Linked DNA regions of Mus musculus: region 1 is linked to region 2. The links are chromatin contacts, called in public HiChIP or PLAC-seq maps. All regions are on one chromosome and are shown on one strand. Each heading gives the region's core, a stretch centred on a gene start, on an enhancer-like site or on the middle of the called end of the contact. The rest is flanking DNA. Distances are from core to core; before and after follow the strand shown.

What was found. HiChIP or PLAC-seq counts read pairs in DNA pulled down with a chosen protein or histone mark.
Region 1: a FOXA1 HiChIP or PLAC-seq map of pancreatic cancer cells shows a contact between it and region 2. The contact joins the promoter of Plk5 here to the promoter of Adat3 in region 2. A contact is called at or near these places in 2 of 39 promoter capture datasets (the SN4741 cell line and pre-B cells), 1 of 115 datasets of contacts at active chromatin or transcription factors (pancreatic cancer cells) and 1 of 9 other capture datasets (pancreatic islet).

Annotation. Positions count from the first base shown.
Region 1 is chr10:80,355,198-80,357,897 of GRCm38.p6, reverse strand. It overlaps Plk5 (polo like kinase 5), which reads right to left and starts at 1,439. Exons shown (of 15, transcript NM_001347124.1): 1 at 1,231-1,439. The coding sequence starts at 1,335.
Region 2 is chr10:80,601,476-80,604,233 of GRCm38.p6, reverse strand. Adat3 (adenosine deaminase, tRNA-specific 3) reads right to left here and starts at 1,354. Exons shown (of 2, transcript NM_001100606.1): 1 at 1,285-1,354. Scamp4 (secretory carrier membrane protein 4) reads right to left here and starts at 1,352. Exons shown (of 7, transcript NM_019575.4): 1 at 1,285-1,352.

The DNA of each region.
Region 1 (2,700 bases), core at 190-2,689, 250 kb after region 2:
CAGCGATCACACCCCAACACCCCACACCCTAGCTGCACACCAAAGAGAAGAGACCCACGGACTTTGCCAGAGCAGGACTTTGTACTCTCCTATACAGGACAGTGAGGGACTCACGACACCCAGAAACACAAACCCCACACACATAACATCCACCCAACACCCCACAGAGCATCCACACAGAACCCAGATATACAGCGCCCATATAAACCACTTACATACACCTACAAACACAGCACCCCACACTGTATCCACATACAGTATCCAGGCACAGAACCACACACACAACACCCAGACACACCCCCAAGCACACCCCTCGCGGCACTTCCACACGCCTACAAACACTCCCGACTTGGCATCCACACACAGCTCTCATATACAGAAGGCTCCCACACAACCCAGCCAGACACCTGCCCACAGCGCTTACACACACAACTACACACACACAACACATAGACCGACAACATTTAGACACCCAACACACACACACACACACACACCATACATCCATACAAAACACATCTGGACACACAGCATACAGCCTCTAAATACCCAGACACACAAAACCCAGAAACAAACTCATGACAACACCGATCCAGCACAGACACACAAAACAATACCCAGATGCACAGCTTCACCCAGACACTCAGCAGCCAGACAGTATGTAATGTTTAACAGGGGAATGCCTTCAAACAACACCCAGACACACAGCACAGCAACCAGGTGCACCGGATACACAACACCCAGACACACATCACTCAGACACCTGAACACAACGCAAAACAGCCCCTGAGCCCAAGCCGCGCACTCTTCCACTAAGGGAGCAATCCCCATCCACAGCCAGGCAGGGGAGCCTGGTGCAGAGCGCGGATCCCACGCATAGCTCAGCACCCACAGCCCCGCGGGCCCACCGTGGAGATGACAGCCCGCCACTGCGTGCGGAGCGCCAGCTGTGCACCCAGAGGATGCTCAGCGCCCGCGCTAACGCGGGAAACGCACACACCCTGCACACGCTCCGCACAGCCCTCAGACAGAGCACCAAGTGCGGTTCTCGCCTCGCCATCGCAGCCCGGACCCCAAACTCCGGGGACCCAAGGCTCCAGCTATGGCGCGCGGGGTCCCGTCCTACCCGAGACCCCCGCCCCCTCAACTCTCTCCGTTCCCGCGCTTTGAACTCGCGCGCGCGTGTGTTTGTGTACGTGTGTGTGTGTGTACGGACGCGGGAACTCCCACCTTGCCGATCAGCTTCCCGCGCCGGTACACGCGCCCCGAGCCTGGGTCGCGCAGGAAGGTGGCCACAAGCTGGCGGCTCCGCCGCCGCCGGGACCGGGGCTCCATCTGCGCAGGTTGGGCCTGAGTGCGCAGCGCGCGCGGGGACTGCGCAAGCCAGTGCTGCCTGCAGCGCTGCCGATCTGAGCCGGGGAGCAGCGGGAGCGGGTCTTATTGGAGAGTGGGGGCGGGGCGGGGCGGGGCCCGGACGCCGGTGGGGTCCCGCCTGCACCCGAAGCCGAGTGGCAGGTGCTCTGGAGCCAACCGGGAGCCAGATACCTGGCTTAGTTCAGCCGCGCTCCCAGACCTGCACCTCTTGGGACTTGTTAACAGCGCTTGGTTCACCCATCCGGGAAACTGAGGTCCAGAGAACTCTCTGCTGGTTTCTTTGCAGAGGTGCCCGCCCCAGGATTCTCTCGGGGGTACAGGGGAGGCCGGTGACCAGAGGACCAAACGCATCTGGCTGGGTGCTCCCTACGGGAGCGACCTGTGGGGCTTCATCAACTTGGGCACTGGGAAGGCTCAGCGGGATTCAGAGAAGGCCGCCTGGGGACGTCTGAGGACATGTAGACCAAAGAATCAGGGCTGGGAGGCTATGGACACAAAAGAGTCACCGTGGCATGGGATGCCACAGAAGACATTGCAACCAGGATGAGGGGCAGATGTGGGCATGTGTGCGACGCTAGCTCTGATGGCCTACAGGGCACTGACCCTTAAAGCGGAGATGGACGTTTGGGTGTGGCTGATAGAAGAGAGCAAGGAGCCAGGGACTTCAGAACCTCAGGCTACCTCTTCGCCGGAGCCCACCCCTCCCCTCCCCCGCCCCCACCCCGTGCTGAATGCAGCATTTCTGCACCTCAAGAATCTGGGGCCCCGCCTGCATGTGCCAGGTGGGAGTCCCCTCACTCCCAAAGCCAGGCAGGCACAGGGCAGGGTGTGAGCCCTACCATCTGCCTCTGGTATTAATCCGGAACGTTACATAACACAGTAAATGCGGAGGGATTAGCCTCACTCCGTGTGGCTGGATTCAGGCTATGGAATTTTCCAGAGCCAGAATTTGGAATCTGGCCTGGCCCGTGCCACCAAGGGGGACAAGAAGCACCCCTTGAGTGCTCCCAAGTCTTAGTAGTCCCCAGGAAGCCCTGAGGGTGAGCTGAGTGTACCATGGGGAACGAGGCTGGTTCAATTTACTGGTGTCTCCTTTGGAGCTGGGGTGACAGTCCCCAGTTGTTCAGAGGCCAGGCTGCAGCCAGTAAGCCCAGGACCCCTGCTAAAGGGAAGCCGGTCAGGGTGGGGATGGGGAGGGGGTGACAGGAAGTGGAACAGAGCCATTCCCATGGCTGGCACTAAACTCCTCCATAGCAGATCTGTCTGGCAGAACACTTACTATGTTTGCTAAATAACATTGGGATGGTCAAGTGCCTACTTCGTGCT
Region 2 (2,758 bases), core at 105-2,604:
GGGCGTGGTGACATCTGGCTTCCCCAGGGCATACACCACGCCTACAACGCACAGCGCCTGACTGGGCTACAAAGCGCCACTGTCTCCAGGGCAGAAGACACAGCTTTGTTTGTCCCCTCAAGACTAGACAACAAGGGACACAGAAAGATGGATGCCTTGGGGACAGATGACAGCCTGGGCTTATGGGCCTCTGGAGAGGAGTTTAATAGCTATAGGATGGTAGCCAATGCTTGGCCAAAGGGGCCCTTCATGTTCATTGCAATTGTGGCCTGTTATTCCCTTGTTTTAGGTGACAGGTGCCCACTGTACACCAGCATGGGAACAGGTTTGAAAGGGGCTCCTTGTACCACAGACAAGGACCTGCGGTCCAGCAGACACTTCCCACCTCTGAGGAACCACACGCCCTCTGCATTCAACAACTGCAGGCAAACAATGGGCCTTGGGTCCTGGGTATAGGGTCCAAAAGAATGGGACCGTGGCTGGACAGACTACAAGGATCAGGTCTGGAAGCTCAGGCCTGAAATACAAGTCACTCAATAAGCCACTAGATGGGAGTTCGGGGCCAGCTTCAGCGGTACAGGAAACTTCCAAAATAAAAAAAATGAAGTGGGCTCGGGGTAGAGCTCAGCAGTGCTGAGCCTACCTATGTCCACCAGTGAGGGACTGAAGCTTAGGTTAGGGCCCCTTGTGAGGGGATGGGGTGTGGCGCAGGGGTAGAGTCCCTGCCTGGAATCATCCATTTAAGGGCTGGGTACAAAGATTAGCGAAAGCTCCTGGAATCCACTTCTGAAGGGAGGGGAAGGGGATCAGTAGTCCAGTGCCAGTCTAATATAACCAAAGTCCAGGATTCGATCCCTGGTACCACCAAGATACCCCAAGAAACCCCATAGGGTACAAGAGCTTAAAGGGAAACTGCACACCTGCTGTAAGGATGGTGGATAAGATAACCCTGAGGCAGGGGACTGTGATGACCCGGAACATACAACCGGAAGCAGCTGGAAATCACAGGGTTTCCGGAATCAGAAGTAGGGTACACGCGTGCGCCGCAAACCAACGGCATAGGGCGCGGTGGGCGAAAAGCCCTGTGCACACGCGTACTAGCGTTGACTACTCGCGCACGCGTACTCCCACCGCCTCCCGGGACGCGCACAACCCTCTCAGGCTACGCGGTCTGTCCCGATAAGGCCTTCTTTCCCTGTCCACCGCCCTTGCCTTGTCACCATCTCCGGTGCCCCATGGCGGATTCGGAACGGCGAAAGCCGAACCCCTACGGCGGCTGCTCACCTGAGGGACACCCGAGCGAACGCCACGCTTATCCAAGTCCTAGCAACCGGGCCGCCACGCCTGCCACCGCGGGGCACCACGGGAGCGTAGTTCCATGGGCGGGGCCTGCGCGATGCGACTACATTTCCCTTAAGGCCGTGCGCGTGGCTGCTTCACAAGGCCTTGCTGAGTCTAGGGGGTTTTCTTATGTGTGCTGCAGCGAGTAGAATACTGTGGTTTGAGATCCTGGGATGGCACTGAACTCGGCCCCTTTGTGACACTTTGAGACATCAGCAGAGAGAAGACTTGAGGCAGAAGGAGACTCTATGGCCATTAGTCACTCAAAGAGCATCTGCCATCATACTTCTGTAAAGTCCCATGTTGCTGGTGAACAATCACTTTTACTGCTTGGAAAGTGACTGTAGTCTGAAGTTTTAGGTCCACTCAGGCCCTCATTCTCCTCATCTGTACATGGGTGAAACAGATATGTGAACTTCTGAATAAGTCTGGGGCTGGGGCTGTTCATGGAGTGTTTTCCTAGCACCCAGGAGAACCTGGATTCCATACATAGCATTCCTCATGGCACAAGCTGGTCATGCCTGCACTCTGGGGGTGGATACAAGAGAACAAAAGTTCAAGATGGTTGGGGCGAGGGCCTTTAACCCCAGCACTTGGGAGGCAGAGGCAGGCAAATCACTGGGAGTTCCAGGACAGATCCTGTCTTTAAAAAACAAAAACAAAAGATGAAGAAAATAAATGAACAAGTAATAGAGGCAGGAGAGATGACCTAACATTAATACCTTTTAGTTAATTATTGTTTTAGATAAAGAGTTTCACAGTGTAGCTTTATCTGCCCAACATGTCATTCCCAGGCCAGAGTCCCTGAGTCTCTCCCAGGGTCCTTCTTCCTCTGTGGCTTAGGACATAAACAGCAGATTGCCTGGCTGAGCCCTGACCAGCAGGAAGGTAGAAAGTGGCACCAGAGAGCCTGGGGTTGGCTCCAGGATCAACCTGTTTGCAATCTTCTAGGCCTGTCTGCCAAACACAATCTTTCTGGAATAAGGAATGCCTTGTGACCAGCTTATCAGAGCAGAGTAGGTCCCATGAGTTTGGTGTATGGCTGCTTGCAAGACAGATAAGTGGGAGATTAGTGTGGATATGACCAGCATTACAAAGCTAGAACCCAAGCCGGGTGGTGGTGGTCCACGCCTTTAATCCCAGCACTTGGAAGGCAGAGGCAGGCAGATTTCTGAGTTCGAGGCCAGCCTGGTCTATAGAGTGAGTTCCAGGACAGCCAGGGCTATACAGAGAAACCCTGTCTCGAAAAACAAACAAAAAAACGAAGCTAGAACCCTTAGGTACAGTGTCTGGCTTCTAGGAAGCCATGTGAACCAAGGGTCTTGGGAAGAAAACCAAGTTTTGGGTCATCACACCAAAACAGGGCCACCAGGAAACCCATGTTGTTTCTTTAATATTTTTTGACTAAGCCCAGGTC